Linked DNA regions of Zea mays: region 2 is linked to region 1. The links are chromatin contacts, called in public Hi-C maps. All regions are on one chromosome and are shown on one strand. Each heading gives the region's core, a stretch centred on a gene start, on an enhancer-like site or on the middle of the called end of the contact. The rest is flanking DNA. Distances are from core to core; before and after follow the strand shown.

Region 1 (6,725 bases), core at 3,001-5,500:
AGGATTTAAAATTTCTAATATTTCCGCTTCTTTAGTCTTCGCTTTTTCTATTTTTTCTGTTGCTGGCTCTTCGGCCAACTGTTTAATTTCTGGCAGCAGCGTTGATTTTTTAGCTTCGGTGGCCGAAGAGGTCTCACCGGCGAACTCAGGCACTGTGGCCAGTTCAATATAACGTGGTCGGTGAGTGAGAACTTTTACCCTTTTCCTCTTCGGTGCCGGCTCACTAGGAGCGGCTGAAGTAGTTTCCTTCACAGAGGAAGTATTCTTTCTTTTTTGACCACGCACTGGATAGTGGTAGTCGGGGTACACGAACCCAATGGCGTCAAACACTCGGTTCAGTCTCTTCTTTTTTCGACCTCCGAAGGCTGCTGACAATGCAGTATCTTCGGCCTTTGAATATACCCCAAGTAGTTCATCACTTACAGTTTCAATGCTTTTTAGCCAGTCATCATCTGGCTCAACGAATTTATCTCCGAACTTAAAAGTGTACTTCAGCCTGACTAGTCCACCTTCGTCAGCCTCTTTAATGGTCTCCTGCGGCATTTCCCATTTTTCCACAAGCGGCCATACTCTGAAAGCAATATGTTCCTGGACCAAGTCTCTCGTCCCAATAAAAGAGCAAACAACTCCAAAGGCTCTCTGGCATTCTTCGGCTAATTCATTCATTTCCACCTTCGTCCTCCGCAGGCCGAAGCGTTGCCAGATAGGACGCATAATGATCTTCTTTATATCTTCTCGTGATATCAAGTCATTCTTCACGTAAAACCATTCCGTCATCCAGTCGCCAGGCCACCTCTTTCGAAAGGTCGGCACTGGGCAGCTTGACCCAGACCGGGAGCCGAAGCTGTAGCACCCAAAATTGTTGTGATACTGTTCCTTACCCCAGGGTTTTGTCTCGTATATCAATTCGTGTATGTTGCAGAAACTTTTCGCATCAGGTTCCAAACCTTGGCTTCTAACGGCCCACACGAAGATATTCATCCTTATGATTGCTTCGGGGGTAAGTTGGTGAAGGTAGATTTCAAATATCTTCAGCACCTCTACAACAAAGCTGCTCAAGGGAAATCGTAGTCCAGCTTTCAAGAAGCTTCGAAATATTACGACTTCATTTTCCTCAGGAGTTGGACAAGTCTTCTCTCCTTCGTCGGCCCTCACAACGGACAAGTCCCGGAAATATCTTCCCCTCATGTTGACAAGATGATTTTCTTTAATACTTGATTTGCCGAAAACCGCATGGCTTGGTCGCCAGGGTCGATCTTCGGAGTCTTCACCTCCACTATCCACATCATAGTTGTCACTGTCGCCAGTATCTTCAGATAAACCCTCCAAGATTTCTTTAGTAATCTTCTCTGTATTAGTCTTCGACATTGATTGAAGAAAACCCAGATGCATCTCCTCAGAAAGACTTAGCTTCGAATCACCCGAATCACCAACAACTTTTTTACCTTCAGACATCTTTGCAAACGCTGAAAAGCGCTCTCTAAACCGAAGCTTTAAAATCTAAAAGGCCAAGCAAGTGTTGTTGCGTGTAGGCTAAAGGTTGGGTGAGTAAAAACGGTTGGCAAGAGAGCGTACCAAATAACTCGGGATGAGCTCTTATTTATACGCCTAGAGCGTTGAAAACTGGAGGGTCCCGCTTGTCAAAGACTGATTGCTATTCTAGCAAAGGGAAGGTGTTTTTCGGACCTTCGGCTTAAGGCCTTCGTCCATATCGCAATATGAATTTATCAGTACAACAAATTAATACTGCGAGGGGCTACTGTTGGGGGCCTTCGGCTTCCGAAGGTCCTCAAAAACATGATTTAACAATGTTTTCCAAGTGATGTGTGAGCAGGTATCTTCGGAATTGGATTACGAGTATATAAGATTATGGTCAAGACGAAGCTTGAGTGGGACGGAAGGCAATTGTGACGAAGGAAAAGATTATTACGAAGCTATGCGCAGATAAGCTTTGGCATGACAGTAGAAAAGGGGAACCGACTTAAAGATGAAAAGCCGAATCAGACCCTGAAGAATTACTGTAGAGTTGTTGATAAATATAAAGGGCACTAATGTAATTTTACATGGGCTGCGTCCCGTGCCTAGAAATAGATGAACAGTACTCCCGTACTGTTCACGCTGACTAGGCATTCGCTTTTGGCGTCACACTTGTATTTTCACTCCTTCAAGCCGAAGGTACATTTGTAATCTAATATTATTTGTACAAATAAGATAAATGGAAATAGATTAATAATAATGTTTAACAAAAGATTATATTACTTTCTGTACTTTGTATGAATGTTCTTCATCTCTCATCATGGTCATGAAGGCATGTTTTTCATAACCTTCGTCCTAGATTCATTATATCCGAAGGGAAATAATGACCCGAAGGACGAAGGGCTTTGACATTTAACATTTTATGTTGCCTTGTTCTTGATTCATAGCATTTGAGAACAAGTCCCCAACACAATTCATGACTAACATTTAGTCATTGTGATGAACTCTTTAATCATATTGGCATGGCCATGCACTTTCCAATCCAACTATCTTGGGGCCTCCACAGACATCTCTCCTATTATCTAAGAGGGGCAAATCCCATTTTGATCCACTCTTATTCTGTTCCGTGCTTTATGGTACATATGAAGATTCCTTTTATAACTACCCAGATACGGTGTAGCGATTGGAAGTCCCAAAACACATAACCACACATAGTGAGAAACAATGACGATCTATAGGTGTACAACTCGAAAATAACTGATGGCACATGCAAAACAACAATCCCATCAGTGTTTCGGGGTGGGTCAATCTAACACCATGTTCATTAACATGTGTCCACATTATTAATCTGATATATCTATATCCATGATCCGTAAAACATTTAATTAATACATGTGCTACTCTGTGCATACTCATTATTTCATACAACGATATGGAATATGGATTATGTAGAATAACACCATAATCAACAAAGAGTTTTACGAACAAGTCACATACTTGATAATCGATCTAAATGTTAGTTATTAAACAATACTTTATTCAATAGTACATAGACATAGTCATGACATAAGCCTCTCACACATTCACACTAAAATAACTGATGTAAGCACCTTATACCCATTGATCTTATGTGTGCCTCACAATTTACTTATGAAAGAGGTTTCGTCAATGGATCTGCAACATTTAATCCACATTGCAAATATTTATATCACCTCGTCCAGTGATCTCGCGAATGAGGTGACATCGACTTAATATATGTTTGGTCTTTTGGTGTGATCTAGGCTCGTTAGCCCGTGCAATGGTTCCACTATTATCACAATAGAGATCCACTGAGCTGGGCGCACTATGAACAACACCCAATAAAAAACAAATTTTCTGATCCAAACAACCTCTTTTGCAGCTTCTAAAGCTGCAATATACTCAGCTTCCGCGTCGAATCTACTACTGTATCTTGTTTGTAACTCCTCCAACTCACCGTTCCACCATTGACACAGAAAACAAAACCGGATTGCGATCTAGAATCATCTACGTCTATATAGAAGCTAGTATCAGTGTAATCAGTTACAATGAGTTTTTTCTCACCACCAAACACTAAGAACACATCCTTAGTTCTTAAATACTCAAGGATGTTCTTTATAGCTGTAGAGTGAGCTTCATCATAGTTTGATTGATACCTGCTCGTACCACTTACAACATACAAGACATCTGAGTGTGTATATAGCACTGCATACATGATGGAACCTATAGCCGAAGCATAAGGAATCACTTTCATCCTTTCTTGCTCATTAATTGTCACCGAAACATTTGGTGAAAACCGTTCAAAATCAGTGCGAATACACAATTGATCGAGTAGTCATAATAGAAGGAATCCACTTTTTTTCTAGATCATAAAGACTATGAAACTTTCTATCTTTTTCTCCACATAATCTATACGATACTTAAATTGTCCACAACCAGGTTCTCGAACCAAACATACCCTATCTACTAGCATTCAAACACGAGTCCTGACCTCCCTACCCCCATCTCCAGCCCCTCCGACGCGGCCCCACCATCTCCACCTCCCGGCCGAACAGACACGAACCAGGGACCAACGACAAATCTCGCGACCTCTCGAAATGAGCGGTACCGGAAGCAGCGTGTAGCGCGAGACGAACGCCGCCCTAATCCAAACCCTAGAGGCGGGAGGAAGACGGCGAGCGAACGCAGCAACGATTCCTGATCTCTAATATCCTAGCACGGCGGCGGCCGCGGCCGGATCTAGGGGTAACGAAGGATGTCGGACTCGGCATCGATGGCGGCCGCCATCGAGGCGCGGTTCAGCAGCCGCGACCTCATCGGCTGCGGTTCCTTCGGCGACGTCTATAAAGGGTACGGATGACGCCCCCACTCCCGTTCGGCAGTCCCTAAATTTCCTTTCCCTCTCGTTGCCTTCGCGCGGATTTTGAGCTCATGCACGGCAGGCGGCGGCCACGCTTGATTTAGCCGTTAATTTAGCTTCGGGTCGAGCGGCATTGCGGATTCGGGCGCTGGGGCTGGGTCCAGCGGGTAATTCGTGCGTCGAGTGTTGGTAGATAGTTGATCGAGCGGCCAGCTTGGTAGCGTCTGTGATGCTATCCATCTGCATGTCCGAGTTAGTTCCGTGCCATTGGTGGAGTTCATCGGGATCTAAAGGGAAATGACGCAGTTTGTTTGCTCAGTGTGGGATTTGGGCGTTGGGAACAAGCTGTGTCAGCGTGTCAATCGGGGATTTTTTTTTTGTAATTCACAACCCAGACAACTTTCATATGCTACTTCTATGTAAAAGGGTCTTCCCTTTGGACTAGAAACAATCATCAGTACGTGAAATGAAAAGTTCTGCTATGTACTTGTATCATTTCCCAAAATACCTGTTTTTACTTAACATATAATGCACATAGAAGTTGACATTGCAAAAAAACCTATTAGGCCGAGAGGATCTGAGTATGTATAGGGCAGAATATCAGGATTACAACATGACAGAGAGTTCAACTCGGGTACAACTACCTTAGGGGGTGGGATGTTTGGATCCAGGTGACTGAATTTTAGTCCTGTCACATCGGTTGTTTAGATTTAGTTAAAGTACTAAATGTATTCTAGCTACAAAACTAATTACACAGATGGGGACTAAACGATAAGACGAACTTATGAAGCCTAATTAGTCCATGATTTACCTATGTGATGCTACAATAAACATTTGCTAATCATGAATTAATTATGCTTAATAAATTTGTCTCACAGTTTAGTCTTTATCTGCATAATTAGTTTTGTAATTAAACTATATTTAATATTCGTAATTGGCATTCAAATATCCGATGTGATACGAACTAAACTTTAGTCAGGGGAACCAAACACCTCTTTAACCGACTCTAATTCTAACTCTGCTATCAATCTGATTCTATCCTATCTTTAATCAGAGTCGGTTAAGGTCTTCCTATATTATTAGAGATGACAATGGGTAAATATATTACTATCCCATACCCATACCCGCAACAAAAAAATAACCCCGTCGAGTCACCCATATCCGCTGGTGGGTATGGATTTACTCCCATACCCATACCCATGTGGGTATGGGTCACCTGTCGTGTCACCCGTACCCATAAAAATTAAACATCTATCAAAATAATACATTATACAAACATCAAGTATATCAATCTAAATACCATTACAAAGTTTCGAGCATCATTTAATCATCCACTCAACAACACCATGGATAATTGGATAAAGTAGCAACACTAGGATAGTACCACATAACACATTACATGTTTCATTATATGGTCATCAAATAGTTGTTAAGCCTTCTATGACATTACCACCAAAAAGTTTGTTAAATAGTCAAATAGATGGATGATCGAAGCCCAAGTTCACGCTTTTATACTGGGTATTTTATACCCATGGGTTAACGGGTATGGGTGAGGGCGGAACATTGGAATACCCATTTACCTACTGGGTGAAGGCTTTTGTTCAATAAGAGACCCATGGATAGAATATTTAGCTTGTATACATACCCTAATGACGTTTTATTACATGTTACTGTATTCTTCTTGGATCCTCTCCTATTGCATGAAAATCCAAGAAGCAAGTAGCCATCTCTCGATCTATTACTAAAGCAGAACTTCGTCCTCTTGCCACTACTACTGCTGAAATTATTTGGTTGCGATGGCTATTGACTGATCTTGGTGTCTCTTGCAACACTCCTACACCTTTTTATGTGATAACATGCTTGCTATACAGATTTCTCATGATCCTATGAAGCATGAACTTACTAAACATATTGGTGTTGATGCATCTTTCACCCGGTCTCATTGTCATCAGAAGACTATTGATCTTCAATATGTGCCTTCAGAATCTCAATTGACTGATTTCTTCACTAAAGCACAAACCAGAGCATAACATCACTTACACTTGATCAAACTCAACGCCTTAAATCCTCCACTTCCTCCTTGAGTTTGAGGGTGTGTGTGAAGGCCCATTAGGCCCATCCCATCTAAGGCCTGTTGACCTCTATATATACTCTATACAGTCCATATGGACAGGTTGCCTCTTGTCAATTCAAGGCTAGTAACAATTCTATCCTATCTTTAACCAGAGTTAGTTAAGGTCTTCCTCTATTATAGAACAACTGGGCCCTGATCTGATATGGCGTAGCTTGAAATACAAGAACATTCTATTCTAATGGGCATGTTGTCTACATGGAGGATGACATTATATTTGCCTGATTTCTTTATTTCCCT
Region 2 (6,725 bases), core at 2,542-5,041, 210 kb before region 1:
CCTGTAGACGGTATGGTCTAGAGTTATGACCTTGTACTTGTTGTTGACTTGTGCATGCTTGATTTCTGCTGAGAGCCGAGGCCAGGGCCGAGGGTTCGATCACGTATCCAAGCCCTCCTGGCGAGGGGGTTGCTCATACTGTAGTGGTTGACACAGTACCAAGTATGGGAAAAGCCCTTTAAGTAGTGTGTAGGGATGAAAACGGTCGGAAACAGACGGTAAACACTAAAACCATTAATGTTTTCATATTTTTTATCAGAAATAAAATCGAAAACGGTAACTCCGGAAACGGAAACAATATCGGTATTTCAGAAACATCGGAAACGAAAGTTCGGTGCGGAAAATACACTGGTAACGGTCGAAATCTAAAATATGATCGGTAAACATATCAAACTTCACAATACAACAAAGTTGGCAAAAGATCACAAAGACCACAAGTTCACAATTCATGATATAACAAGTTCACAATATAAAAGTTCATAAAGATCACAAGTTCACAGACTCAAAGTTCACAATTCACAATATCCACTCGATTTAGCTGACATGGCATGCTTACTCATGAAATATTTTTTCCTCACATAAAGAGTTTTTTCACAGCCTCACAGGAAAACCCTAAAATCTAGTGTGTGGAAAAGACAGACTGTCGGCTCTCTATCATTATATATTACTAATACATAACATGTGCATAGAAAAGGGTGGATTCGTTCGAGAGACCAAATCGTTAATCTCAACAGCCTTCCAACGCCATCTATCCAAAAAAAATCTTAAGGCGTCCAAAAAATACAAAAATAAGTAATCTTTATCCAGAGACGTACAGGCGATGCCAAAAAATCACATGCCGGAAAATTCCGAAAAAAATTCCGAGACACAATTCCGGAAAATTCTGAGACACAAATCCGGTAATTTCCGACAAAACCGGTAACCGAAGGAAACGGTCGGTAAAACACCACGCCGATTCCGATACCGATTCTGATAGAAAATTCCAAAAACCGATTCCGTTTTTGAAAAAATACTGTTACCGGTGAATCCGATCGAAAAATTTCGAAATCGGTTTCCAGAATACCGAAAAATTCCGAAACCGTTTTCATCCCGAGTAGTGTGTCAGTTCTGCAGTGTCTGATGACGTTGGGCGCCTTCCCGTTGCAGATATCGAGGTCAGAGCCGAGCTCGGGCGAGGTGGTAGTCCGTCCGAGATCGCGACTGAGCCCATTCTGAGATTCGAAAACGTGTGCCACAGTTGAAGGAGTGGCCTCCTGCGGGGTTCATGGGGAGTAGGTAGCCGAGACCGGGCTCGAGCGAGCCGAGTTTATCCCGAGGCCGAGTTCTACTTCGGGCGAAACGAAGTTTACGCCCGAGGGCTAGCCTGTACCCTTGTCGTATTGTATGTCCCGTCAGGAGTTGGCAGACGGCGTACAGGAACAGTGGTCGCATGCGTAATCATAGTTGGTGAATCTTTGACTAGACTGTGGTCTTGTTACTCCTGCACACCTGCAGCCCTATGTGGGTTAGGTATGCGCATTGAATGTTGTTGTCCCCGGCAGACTTCAGCTGAGTCTCGCCCTGGGTTTTGTCTCCCTTACCCGAGGTGGGCTCGGGCGAGGCGGAGACTGTCGTTCTGGGGTGAGGGGACCTCGACCGGGACGAGGATTCTCTCGAGAACACACCCCGTCCGAGGACAGGCTCGGGCGAGGCGGAGTCTGTGGAGACCCCTGAGGGGGGCCTTGGGCGAAGCGCGGCTTACGATCCTTCGTACCTTGATGGTGTTTTTAGTGGTTAAGTGTGTTTTAGGGGTGTAATCTGAGTACGCCTAATTACCACACCCGACACCGCCTGTTTTCACCGGAAAACCGGATTTAATGACATGATTGAGTTCTAGTTTAATCATTTAGTGCCCAGATTTGGTTTTGTGATGTTTAGGGTTTTAGATTTTTTTTACATCATCAAAAGTTAGGTGTATTGTAGCCTACTAGTTATATATTAGTACTATTAATATATAGTTATATATGTTAGTATTTAGTTATATATATGTTAGTATTGTTAATATATGTGTAGTGTGTAGGTCCATTTGTTCGTGTTAATACATAGTTCTATGCTAAGACCTAACTCATTTGCTTGTGTCATGTTAATATTTAGTTATTGTCAGATGGTTTATGTTTTTGTTAGTAAATATGTTTCGATGTTTTATGTTAATATGCCATTTGCTACAAGTTATATGTTTTTATTCTACTCTTGTTACATGATATTATGTCTTCTTATTTATAGGAGGCATGTCGGACATTGTCTAGGAGCATGGAGAGAAGGTTAGCACGGGTTTCAAGAGAAAATATTGTAGAGAAACTAAGAGCGGAGGGGGTGGTACACGTTTGAAGGAGCATCTCGCACATAAAAAAGATCATCAAATCGAAGGGGGAAGAAGAGGGACATCTCGCACATAGGGGGTGGTACCCGTTTCGACCATTCTATGTTGTTGTCGAGATGCATGTATATGTAACTACAAGCAGATCGGTGTGTTATTTTTGCTTCGACAATAGGTATTTATTTATCGTTCTTGTTTTATCGCTAATGTATCTCATATCATTGTATAGGACTACGTATACGGAATGGGCCCATACCAGGATCCTTCCAACATGCCTGAATACTATGACTCGAGCTGAATAAAGAGTATTGTGAAACAAGTAGACATATGTATCGTGGCCTCGTGGGAGAACTCTAAAAGAACTTGTATAATTGTATTTGAGTATTGTGCCATCCGATGGTTGTTTGTTGCATGAGAATTGAAGTTTGTGGTTGCATATGTATGTTGAATATCATTTTGGTGAACATATGTTGTGTGAGTCAGTTAGTATTTACTATGCAACGTGAATTGAGCAAATTACAAATGAACTCTGCCAAAATTTTCCATTTTTCCCTGAAAACAAAAAAATGATTCATATGGGTGGTTTACCAGCGGCATTGGGTGGTTTACCGCCGGTTTTTCGCCGTAAAACCATTTTGAATTTGTTCAAATTTGACATGGGCAAACCGGTTGATTTTGTCGGTTTTCACCGGTTTACCCATTACCCGTGGGTAGCAGTTTTCTCCAAAAACGGTTTGGTTATCCTTGACCCAAACACATGTCTAAGCTCATTCCATTATGTACATGGATTTTTAGAAGAGGAAAATCAGACCTATAAGCAGCCTAATTAAGACCGAAATCAAGGTCTCACACATGGCAGCCTCGCAAGAATTTGAATAAGAAATCAACATATACTAGTGCATCCCAGTTCAATCCCACAGGGGTACTGGTAGGCATGAGTAACCAGACCCTGAATCGCGGAGGTAGAGCCGCGCAAGCTAAACTAAACGTCCAAATTGCACATGCTTTACATTCAATCAAACGGCGGAACCTTCAGACACGCACAAGCACACGCACGGACGCACCGCACCCGTGCACTAAGCGAGCTCCCACACGGATTCGCACACGCTAAATGAATCCAAGTAACAGAGGCATATCTCGAGGTAGATTCGAGATTACCTGAGGTACGGGAGGATGGGGTCCGAGGGCGGCGAGGCCACCTCCCACGAAAACCTAGGCGACTTCGGGAGCGGGCTACAGGCGGCCCCCTGCGCCGCGGCCGGAGTGCGGTCCAGGATCACCATGCCCCGATACAGAGAGCCTCTCCCCTCTCGGACGAACCCTGCGGCGATCGCCGGCGACGAGCAGCTCTGCAATTTGCTCTCGCGCGTGTGTGAGGCTGAGCCGTGGACAGCACTGGAGGGCAAATATTTGGCACCCAAAAAATTTGAAAAAGAATCGCCCCGCAGCTAAGTGGCCAGTGCCCACTCGTCAGGACCCAAATATTTCCCCTACTACTTTAGACTGTATGCAGTAGTGTCCTTTAAATTTTTTCCCCTAAATGTTACTATATAGTCACGTCAGCAAGATTCACTCTCCTATATTCACTTATCCCGCAACTATTCTCCCTAAAAATTCTCATATATATATCCCTCTACTCATTAAATATACATTTCCATATAACTAACATAACCAAATTCATTTTCTTTTTCCTTTTTTCCTTTTCACACGTCCGGCATGTTGCGATGTTATAAATTTATAAAAAAAATATATTTATTTTTTTACAAATTATGCATAATATACAAAACAAACATTTGAGTTAAAATTTATTTCGAAATTGCATACAAAACTTCACAATTGTGCGTCGTCATAATTATTGAGAAACATTGCGATGTAAAAAATTGAACCAAGCTTACGTTGGAAGCAGACACCGACCATTCGTACGCAGGAAGCCACGGTTGGCTTCCAACGAAAGCCACGAGCTTTCCCCTGAAGCCACATTGATCTCGCCTATATATATGCATACTTTCTCTTCGCATATGTAGCCACAACGAACACAACTCCAGCAAGTTAGCCATTGTTCGGTATGTCTCACTGGCATAGGGAAGATGATTCCGATTCGAGTGATAGTGAGGACGACACACTTTTGCTTGTCAATCTTCTTACCCTCAACATTGAGGCTAAACGCCATCTCCGACGATGTTCCGGTATACCTCGCCGCATCATTCACAGGGATCATTTTGCTGGAGAAAATCTCATCCAGCATCACTACTTCGGCCCGAACCCAGTGTATCCACCCACGTGTTTCGTAGAAGGTACGCACTTCAAATTATTGTAATATGTTATGACATTATCATTGTATTCACAATGAACCTATTAAATTTTATAGGTTCGGCATGAGTAGGCCGTTGTTCATCCGCATTATGGAAGGACTGCAACAGCAGGATAGTTACTTTACGCAACGGGTGGACGCAACAGGCATGCTAGGACTCGGGCCCCTACAAAAAGTATGTGCGGCAATGCGGATACTTGGTTATGGGTTACCTACTGATGCGGTAGACGAGTACATTCAAATTGGGGAGTCAACCGCTAGGGAATGCCTTCATCATTTTTGTCGCGCAATCATTGCATATTTTAGTGGGTGGTATCTACGAACTCCTAATCAAGCTGACATAGCACACATCATGCACAATAGCGAGGCTAGGGGTTTTCCTGGAATGTTGGGTTCCATAGATTGCATGCATTAGGAGTGGAGGAACTGTCCTACGGCATGGCGTGGTCAGTTTTGTTGCAGAAATGGTAGACCTTCGATGGTACTCGAAGCGGTAGCAATGTATGATCTTTGAATTTGGCATGCATTTTTTGGCATGCCTGGGACAAACAATGACGTAAATGTGCTTCACCGATCACCAGTATTTGACCCCATGACAACCGGTCGAATGCCACTAGTGAATTACACAATAAATGGTCATGCTTACAACTTCGGATATTACCTTGCTGATGGCATTTACCCCAACTGGCCAACTTTTGTAAAAGCAATCAGACACCCATATGAGGAAAAGAAAGTCTATTTCACACAAATGCAGTAAAGTTACCGAAAGGATATTGAGTGCGCATTTGGAGTTCTTCAAGCCCGGTGGGCGATGCTGCGTGGTCCAATGTACGGTTGGGATCGTAATCGTTTAACGGAGATAATAACAGCATGCATCATCATGCACAACATGATTGTCGAAGACAAAGGGCAGTTTGCTGCTAATATAGATTTCGGAGAAAACACTTCAGGCATTGAACCATCTCAACTAATTCAAGAAGGACGGGCGGAATGGGTGATCAATCACTTTGATCTTCGTCGCCAAGACAGGTCGTGCTCACTACAAAATGATCTTGTGGAGCATTTGTGGGCTCGACGTGGAAGCATGTGAACTTTTCATTTCATAACTACGTATTTCGAACTTCAATTGAATAATTGTAAGGTCCTCTGTCATGTCGTTGTTATGGTTCTTCAAATAAATAATTTAATTCTACAATTTCCTACCCTATGTCGTCTGTTCAGGGACAAAGTCATTACAATTCATTATGTACAACCTAATTTTTACCAAGTAAACCACAAGATAACAATGCAACAAATAATAATCCTAGGTGTTTCCACAGCCGACTTAATTATTATGTAGTACACACGTTACAACATAACATAGAACCAACATGTCATGCAAGACTTATGGTTACAACAAATTTATAATGTTTTCGAAAACAAATAACACAATGAAATTAGATAAAAATTCTCAAATAGTTTTCGGCACCAGTACTACGACATGTCACACAACAGTACATTTATTGAAAACTAAATATGAACTGCTGCAAGCGTTTTTTCTGCTCCTTCATCATAGTCCAAACTTCAGGATCCACTACCTCTTCACTAGTTGACTGTAGCATCTGCAATTGTTGTTTGGGCGATTGGAGTTCTTCAAGTTTCAATTCCCTTTCACGAATGCTTAACTTTTTTGCTTCCAATTCCAACCTCTTTTTCTCTAGTTCCCTGTCTTGTTCAGTGCACTTTTCTTTCTTTTCACCCTTTTCTATGCAGCGCTGAATTTGTTTTTCAGTTAAATCTTGCAAACGGCTTAAGTATTCCGTCGATGAGGATGACATACCTTTCTTTCTCTCAGATTTACTAGAATCATGACCACAGGGCCGTTTTCTTGTCAAACCAGCAGAACCACTATTAGATTCATGTCCACCAACTAATGGAGTACTAGAAGATCCAATTGATTTTGCATGTAATCCTCGGAATGAAGTTCCTTGACAGATGCTCCCATTTAGGTTCCCCCTTCAGTTGATGCCAGCAATGCATAAAATGGAATTGTTTGTTCTCTTCGTGTCACACCCGGTT

The links. A called contact is a pair of places that touch in the nucleus more often than the background predicts.
Region 2: a Hi-C map of leaf shows a contact between it and region 1, with 4 times the contacts expected there. The contact joins the promoter of LOC100194273 here to the promoter of LOC542105 in region 1. A contact is called at or near these places in 4 of 25 Hi-C or Micro-C datasets (ear, endosperm, leaf and 1 more).

Annotation. Positions count from the first base shown.
Region 1 is chr7:160,763,510-160,770,234 of Zm-B73-REFERENCE-NAM-5.0, reverse strand. It overlaps LOC542105 (GCK-like kinase MIK), which reads left to right and starts at 4,250. Exons shown (of 20, transcript NM_001111738.1): 1 at 4,250-4,344. The coding sequence starts at 4,250.
Region 2 is chr7:160,974,410-160,981,134 of Zm-B73-REFERENCE-NAM-5.0, reverse strand. It overlaps LOC100194273 (Mitotic checkpoint serine/threonine-protein kinase BUB1), which reads right to left and starts at 3,791. Exons shown (of 12, transcript NM_001139312.1): 1 at 3,515-3,791. The coding sequence starts at 3,639.